2 separate regions of the Mus musculus genome follow, and region 1 is linked to region 2. A link is a contact called in public promoter capture Hi-C data. All regions are on one chromosome and are shown on one strand. Each heading gives the region's core, a stretch centred on a gene start, on an enhancer-like site or on the middle of the called end of the contact. The rest is flanking DNA. Distances are from core to core; before and after follow the strand shown.

Region 1 (4,052 bases), core at 50-2,549, 410 kb before region 2:
TGGAACAAACCAGGTGGAAGGTGAGGCCTGACACCGGAGGTCACTGGGGCGAAAATACATAAATATGTGAGCTCATGCATGTGCAGCCCCTATATGTCATAAACTGTACGCACGTGCACGCACGCACGCACGCACCGGTCTTAACTTTAAACAAAGGTTAGTCCAATATAGGCATTAATGCCCCCCGCCCCGCCCGTGGAGTTAGAAGCCCTAGGGCTGTCTGTTAAATAGTGCACAGTTTAGAATACAGGAGATAAATTTCTTTAAGGAACTTCATTCAGTTCTAGTTACCTTCAGACTGCTATTTTTGCAAACTCGTAACCGTGAAACTAATTTTAAAAAAAGAAAAGAAATTAAACAGTCCTCTGTTCATTTTGCATTTCTGTACATTTAGAAGCGATTATTTGTTCCTTCATTACTGGCAGGATTAAATCCAATATTTGCTAGTATAATTTATTTTAAAAGACCTTTTGTCCTTCCGGAAGTAATTTTGAAACTTAATATTAAATGGAAACGTTGGGTGAGGATCTTTTTTTTTTTTTTTTTTTTTTTTTATTTCTTCAGTGTTTATTCTTCCACTTCTGATCAATTAATATTGAAGGTAGTGAGCCCTGAAAAACCAATTCTGGGCAGTACCTGGCCTTTTAAGTGAAGGAGTAAAACGCGGGGTACCTGCACGCCCTTGCAAAGTAGGCTCTACTAAGGCAAGGCCTTGGGGTAGCTGCTGAAGGTTCTGAGAGGTTGAACCTACACTGTGCAATCCTTCAGACACAGGAGTAGCCATGCATTCATTTAAGATCCAGCGCAGGGCTGGGGCCAGTCCACAGGCCGGCACGAAGCTTCCCGCCCCGGGCCCTTCCTGCAGAGGAAGAAGCTGGGCGCTAGGAGTGGGATCCCGGCCCACTTCCTGTCCAGCAGCTCGGGAGCCGCTTCCTCTCAAAGCCGGAGGACAGGGCTTCCATTCCCGCGTCTCAGCGAGGTTCACGGAAGAGTGTACCCCCGGTGGAAGCCGCAAGCACCGGTAGCGAGCGCGGCACAAGGGTTAGGCGCGCCGGGCTCGCCCAGGAGGCGTGGCCGGTGGCGCTGGCCAAAGGGCTTGAGGGCGGGGCGGATGGAGGAAGGGGGTGTGGCCAGAGGCGCGCGCCTTTGCGGCCTGGGGGCGGGGCGGACGGAGGAAGGGGGTGTGGCTAGAGGCCCGCGCCTGTGCAGCCGCTGCGGGGCGAGGGCTGTGGCCGGGGGCGGTTCCGGGCGGCAGGCCGGGGCGGGGCGGGCAGAGGAAGGGGGCGGGGCCCGAAGTTGTTCCGCGCTGGGCTGCGGGGCTGGCGTGCGGACCGGGCCGGGCCGGAGAAGTTTTCGCTGGGGCTGCTGAGCGAGGGTGCGGGCCCCCGCAGGCGGTGAACGCCCGCTGCCATGGCTTTCCGTAGGAGGACGAAAAGTTACCCGCTCTTCAGCCAGGAGTTCATCATCCACAACCATGCAGACATCGGTTTCTGCTTGGTGCTCTGCGTCCTCATCGGGCTTATGTTCGAGGTGAGTAGAGCGGGGAGGGGGTGCTGCAGGGGTTGGCGGTCCTAACTCCCGTCCTCCGAGGCGCAGACAGGGATTCCCGGACCTCATCTGGGCTGGAGCGCGCCCGGCTGGGATGTCCCGCACGTTATCTGCACCTCTGGCTTTGTGCACTGTATCCACTCTGGCCTGGACCTAAGAGAGTCCAGACAGCACCCCTAACTCCTAGCTGTGCGGGCCGTGCCATGCTCTGTCGCCCCCCTTGGACACCCACCACATCCTACAACTCTATCTGAATCTCAGAAACCCATACCTGGCCTCGAACCAATTGCAGAGCTGCCTTCCTGGCCCTATGGTTGGGGTTTCCTTTCTGGCGACTTGGTGCCAATGTGGGAAACTCCTAGACCAGCTGTAATTGCACAATCCCCCCTCCTTCTCTCTAGTGGGGGCCTCCAGATCTTCTAGGCTTTTCTAGTGGAAGGGACCCTAACCCTCTCCACCTCTCTTGTGGCTTTCTGGAAGTTCTTCATCCTAACCTCTGGAGCTTGCTCCAGGTGTTCACATGTGGCCCTGGCTCCATCCCAGAGGGACCTTCTGCTACCAACCTCTCTTTAAATATGACCTAAAGGGCTAGTTTTAAGATATCCTTTGGCACTTTGAACTGTTCCTGTAGATCTGTGTGAACTGGACCCAGAGCCTCATCCCCTTTGCAGGAGCCAGTAGAGGGATACTCTCTGTGAAAGGTGATTTCCTAGTCGCTGCAGGGATGTGGGGTGGGAACAGAGAAAGGGATCCTGGATTCAGCACTGTGCTGGTGTAGGCCTCAGAGCTGTCTGTGTAAACCACTAAGGGGTCAGAATCCGAGGTCCCTACTCCAGAGTGCTGCAAAACGGTGATATTGAAAAGTGGGAAGGACTTACTATAGTATATATTGTCTCCAGAGCACCATAGGTAATAGGTGACAGTCCCATGGCTTGGGTCGCCTGGTCTTGAGAACACTCATTCCTATCCTCTCTTCTGTGTAAGTTTCCTGATCTGCATTCTACAGGGTAGTAAGAAGGTGCACCATTTAAGAGTTACTTGTCTATCCCTGCATCTACCCATATCTCCCTTATCTACCCATATCTACCCATATGTCCCTGTTACCGACTCAGGACCTATTTGGCTGAAGAACTTGTCCTCGCGCTGGGGCTGTTCTTGGGTTAGCCGGGTCTGAGCTGAATGCATGCTCGTAGCTAGGCTGTCGGGTTTGCAGGAGAGAAGCTGGGACTGGGGCTGGTGTCCACATTCTTCTGGAAATTCTGTCACTTCACTTTCTTCCTCTCCTCCACTCACATTTTCCCTCGACCTCAGTTTCCTCATCATTGAAGAAACCATTAAAACCAACCTTCCTTATGCAGTGATTTATAAAGCTTAAAGCTGAGGTTTTATCCGCAACAAAAGCCATTCTTCCAGCCAAAGAGCTAATCTGTCTCTTGCTCCTGGACCCTTGTTATTATTTAACATAGTGGCTTAATGAGAAGGCAGGGGACCTGCCCTGCTTCACGTTTGCCTCATGTCAATGTGCAGTCCTCCATTCTAAGACGCTTCTCAGTGTCATGCTCCAGTTCTTGCAGGCTAGGGCCAGATCGTCACATGTGTCAATCATAAACCTCATAGCCATGTGTTCCACAGCTGGCCAGAGCCTTGTGCTTAGCTTGTGGCTCTCTGTGGTGTCTCTAGCTTTTGTTGAGAGTTTGGGCTTTACCTGTCTTAGTGTTGTGCAAAAAGAGACGCACAGAGTTTGTACTGCCTCCTTTGTTCCCTGTCTCTAGCCTTCTGGAGTGCTTTGCTTCAGATCAGTGGTAGTCCTTGGAAACTGACAACTTCTGGGATTGTCACTCCTAGTACCTGATGCCAGAGAAAGGACTAAGGTGATGGAAAAAAAAAACAAACTAGCCATTTTCCTTTTCCTTAGGATTAGCCCTAGGGCTGTAGAAAGGACTTGGTTGAGGTGCCAACACACCCGTCTTCCTAGTTCCATCTTCTTCTGTGGTACTTTTAGCCCTATGGAACTTTGAGAGCAGATGTTTCTTTCTGAAGTTGCTTTGAGGGCTTACCAGTCAGAGCTGGTTTAGGAAGAAGGGGGCTTTCCCTTGAATCTCCAGTATCTGGAGCTGAATCTTGATCTATACTGAGTGTGTCTGTTCCTACCTACTATAGAGAGATTTTGTGGTGTGTGTGTGTGTGTGTGTGTGTGTGTGTGAGATCAGCTATCATAGAACGCTGCTATCATTACTAAATGAGAACAGAAACATCCTGGAAAATAGGGGGGTGGGAGGCACCTCAAACCTAGCCTCGGATTGACTGACTATTTCTGGGATTTTCCTTGGGGTCGTGCTGGTTTTGGTGGTGTTTATAGGTAGGCATATAGTGGGAAGGAGGAGGTGGTGGGGGAACAGGGAGAAAAGCCATCAGGCTCCTGAGTTTGTATCTTGGGTCAGGGTAGGACTCCTTCATTTGGGAAGCTGAGCCAGGAAACTGTACTGTAATTCTTGCAATAGAAT
Region 2 (3,720 bases), core at 685-3,184:
TGCTTCTTAGTTTTCCAAATGTTGTAACTTCCACATTGTCTTAGTGGGGACATCTGTGGAGTCATTGAAAACTCAGCCTTCTGGGGTGATCGTTATATATATTAGATATATATTGAGATGTATCCATTACACACACACACAATTTCTGTGAATTCTTTGGAAAAAATTCAATGTGTATTTAAAACATTTTTAAGCCACCCCTAAAGGCATGCTGTAAGTTCAAGGTCACATGATGCTGAGTTCTTCTCCCCTTACTCCTAACGCCCTAAAGCTTTAGCTCTTCCTGAAGTAATGTGCCAGTCCCTTGGATGATTATGAAGAAATCTCTCCCCACAGTTGGATTCCGGAAACAGCACCTTCCCCCATCCCTGGGTATCCCAGGGCCCGTATCCTCCCATTTTGATCTTTGCTCCAAGCTCCTGCACACAGAAGCCCCACTTCAGTACCAGCCCACAAGTCAGCCACATGCACCTTCCCCACAGGTGGAGGCCGCTCTGTCAGAAACTTCCCACTCCTGCTTGTTTGAGATGCAGAAACCCGGAGCTTCACCTGCTCGCCTAGATCTGCCTTGCTGACTTCACATAACAGAAGCGGATCACCCACAGGGCTCCCCAAAAATTCACAAAGAGAAAAAGACAGCTGGATAAGGCAGGAACAGCCAGGGGACAAAGAGAGGAGACAGCAGCATGCAGAATCAGCTCAGTGACATACCTGGGGACAAGTTGCAGGCAGGTCCCTCCTCCTCTGTGGTTTTCTTGCCCCGCAGGCTTCTGCCCCCATTGAGGAGCATAGAACCTGGGTCATTATTTATTTATTTCCAGAGCTGGCAGTGTTGGCTTGCATTTCTATGGCTTCCTGTCAGAATCCTCTCAAGGAAACAGCAGCTGGTGAGCTCAGAAATGTCAGTCAGAATCTTGGCCTAGTTTGGGGCCTTGAAGATTCTTACAGAAAGTTACGAAGGTTTCTGGGCCAGTGTCTCCTTTGGGCTTTCCTTGCCTGCTTCTCACCTTTCCATCTATTTTTTCTTTCCTTTTCCTCCCCCCGGCCCCCAGTATCTAGCTGCTTAAATTGCCTGCTCCTGTCTTTCTGATGGTCCCCTCTTGGGTAAAGCTGTGGCTCTACCTGCAGCCCAGCTGAACAACCCGGTGACTTTCTGACAGTTAGGCCGCTATGCCTGTACTCATTTCTTGTTTGTCTCTTTACAGACCCCCGCCCCCATTCCTTTCTACTCTTACCTCCACAATCTCTATCCTACCAGTCACTCACAGAGAAACCAAGGTCTTTCCTTTCCTCATGTGCTCTGTCCTCTTTGACAGTCTATCATTTAGCCCTCTATGTACCATGCCTGTTTCTCTTTCATTTTTTTTTTATGACTGTCATTTGTTCAAGCTTTACCTCTGCATCTGAATTGTGATCTGTCTAAATGTGTTCTGGGTTCAGGTTTGTCTGCCTCTCCTCTCCTCTCCTCTCCTCTCCTCTCCTCTCCTCTCCTCTCCTCTCCTCTCCTCTCCTCTCCTCTCCTCTCCTCTCCTCTCCTCTCCTCTTCCTTCCTTCCCCTCATTTCCTCTCTTCCTTCTTCGCTTTCCTGTCTCATCTCCTCTCCCTGATCTCCTTCTTATTCCTCTCTTCAGGGTCTCTCTCTCTCTCTCTCTCTCTCTCTCTCTCTCTCTCTCTCTCTCTCTCCATCTCTCTCCAGGGCTTCTCTCTCCAGGCAGTCTCACACTCTGCTTTGCCTAGTCTCTGCTTTTTCCAGGCAAGCCTCTTCCCTTTTGTACTTTCCAGCCCTCTGCCCACCCCGCGTTGTGCTCTCCCACCTGTTTGTGTCTTTTAAGGACCGTGGTCATGTCCCTGCCTTCTGTCCACCTCAATCACTCCAGTGACGGGCTTCTGAAAGCTGTTAAATTATACCTCTTCAGCTGTCCCACTGCAAAGAGAAATGTCCTTTGCTAAATCCCCCTTTTAAATAGGCAAGTCCATATTAATGTTCCTATTTATAGAGTGTACTAATGCAATACACAAATTGTTTTAAAGACTCAGGATATAATTTTTAAAAAAAAGTAAGTGGATCCTCATCGCTTCGTTTGCATCCATGGATGCTACTTGAGATGCAGCTTCTTTTAGCTCATCTGAAACTCACTTTGCATATTTGTCTGATGGGTAGATACTTATTTTGAAAAATATGAGTAGCTTGGGCAGTAGACGCTCAACAGCATGTACTTGGTGAGTGCTTGCCAGACTGTAGTACACCTTATTAGACACCAGAATTGGGAAGAACTATTCCATACTCATGAGAGACATCCTGATACTTTTGGGGCTGGAACCTGCATCTAGGGAAATATATGTAATAGAACATGATTTTAGACTGATGATCCAGGGTAAGTTCTACTGGAACCCAAAGCTGGGTTTGAGATCCAGGTGGTAAGAGCTTCATGGATGACAGTGGTTTCAGTTGGGTGAGGATAGACAGAGCAGGCTTCCACACATGGATAGAGCTATGAAGAGCTCTGTTACATGGAGAAAACCTCCGGCAAAGGCACAGAGACAGGAAGTGCTGACAAGGTAGCCATTCTAGGGACACAGGCTTATGGTAGGAGATGCCAAGTCTTTAAGAGTTCCTAGAAAGCAGGCAATTTTATATGATATACCTATGAAAATATGTATGCATTGTATATGTTATATGATGAAATAATATATTATACTATAATATAAACACACACACATATATACACATATACATACATATACATATGTATATTTGGATTTGTGAGATAGGGTTTGTCTGTCTAGCCTTGACTATCCTGGAACTCATTCTGTACACCAGACTGTTCTCAAACTCAAAGATCCACCTACCTCTGTCTTTTAAGTGCTGGGATAAAAGGCATGCACCACTACCACCCAGCCACTTTATAGTTTTCAGTATGTCTGGAATGCGCAATACTGAGAATTCCTAAAGGGCAATTTTATGCTGATTTTGATTGCTCTCTTTTCCGTTTTGTTTCTAGCATGGAGTATGGCACACATCAAGCTCCCAATCAGTGCTTAAAGGTTAAGTCAGGTCAATCTACAACTTTACTACAACATGTAATCCCCATAGGCCTAAAATCTCTTTCTAACACGTCCACCCATTAGTTCTTCTGATCTTTACTCCACGTCAATAGATGAAGCTGATATTTACTTGACAACATGTCGTCTTTATGTAGGGCTACATTTAAGGCTTGAAGCTAAAAGTGAGCCTCCAGGCCTGTTGGAGGCGGATACGTCAGAGGAATGTGGGTACTGAAATTTGGGAGATGAGACATGAAAGCCACTTCAGCAGCAAGAGACTTGCTGAATGTACAGAACTCACTCGGGAGGGAGAGCTAGTCTTAGGCCTCCTGATCAATTGTCAGCTTTTTTTAATTTTTAATTTTTAAATTTTTATAAATCTCAATAGATTTTAGGGCAGAGACCCTGTCATTTTCAGTTGAAGAACCATCTTACTGTCTTATATAAATAAGGCATTTATCTCTTAATTTTTCTTTTAATGATGCAGGTTCTGGAGTGAAGATGTGAAGTCCTAGTCTAGGTTCTTCCTGAGATGTTCCTAATGAGAGCTCTTTCCCTAGGGAAAGCCAGGTGATAGGGTAAATGGAGAGCCAGTCTTAAGGATCTCAAAACATTTCCACTCATAAAGAAACATTATTTCTTCAGTGTATGAGGAAACAATGACCAGAAGGGATT

The links. Promoter capture Hi-C pulls out the DNA fragments that hold promoters and counts their contacts.
Region 1: a promoter capture Hi-C map of stem cell-derived epiblast-like cells shows a contact between it and region 2, with 4 times the contacts expected there. The contact joins the promoter of Tram2 here to the promoter of Lincmd1 in region 2. A contact is called at or near these places in 6 of 39 promoter capture datasets (the 3T3-L1 cell line, the HPC-7 cell line, embryonic stem cells and 3 more).

The regions. Positions count from the first base shown.
Region 1 is chr1:21,076,472-21,080,523 of GRCm38.p6, reverse strand. It overlaps Tram2 (translocating chain-associating membrane protein 2), which reads left to right and starts at 1,299. Exons shown (of 11, transcript NM_177409.3): 1 at 1,299-1,530. The coding sequence starts at 1,411.
Region 2 is chr1:20,668,096-20,671,815 of GRCm38.p6, reverse strand. Lincmd1 (long intergenic non-protein coding RNA of muscle differentiation 1) reads right to left here and starts at 1,934. Exons shown (of 3, transcript NR_131249.1): 1 at 1,815-1,934; 2 at 712-866.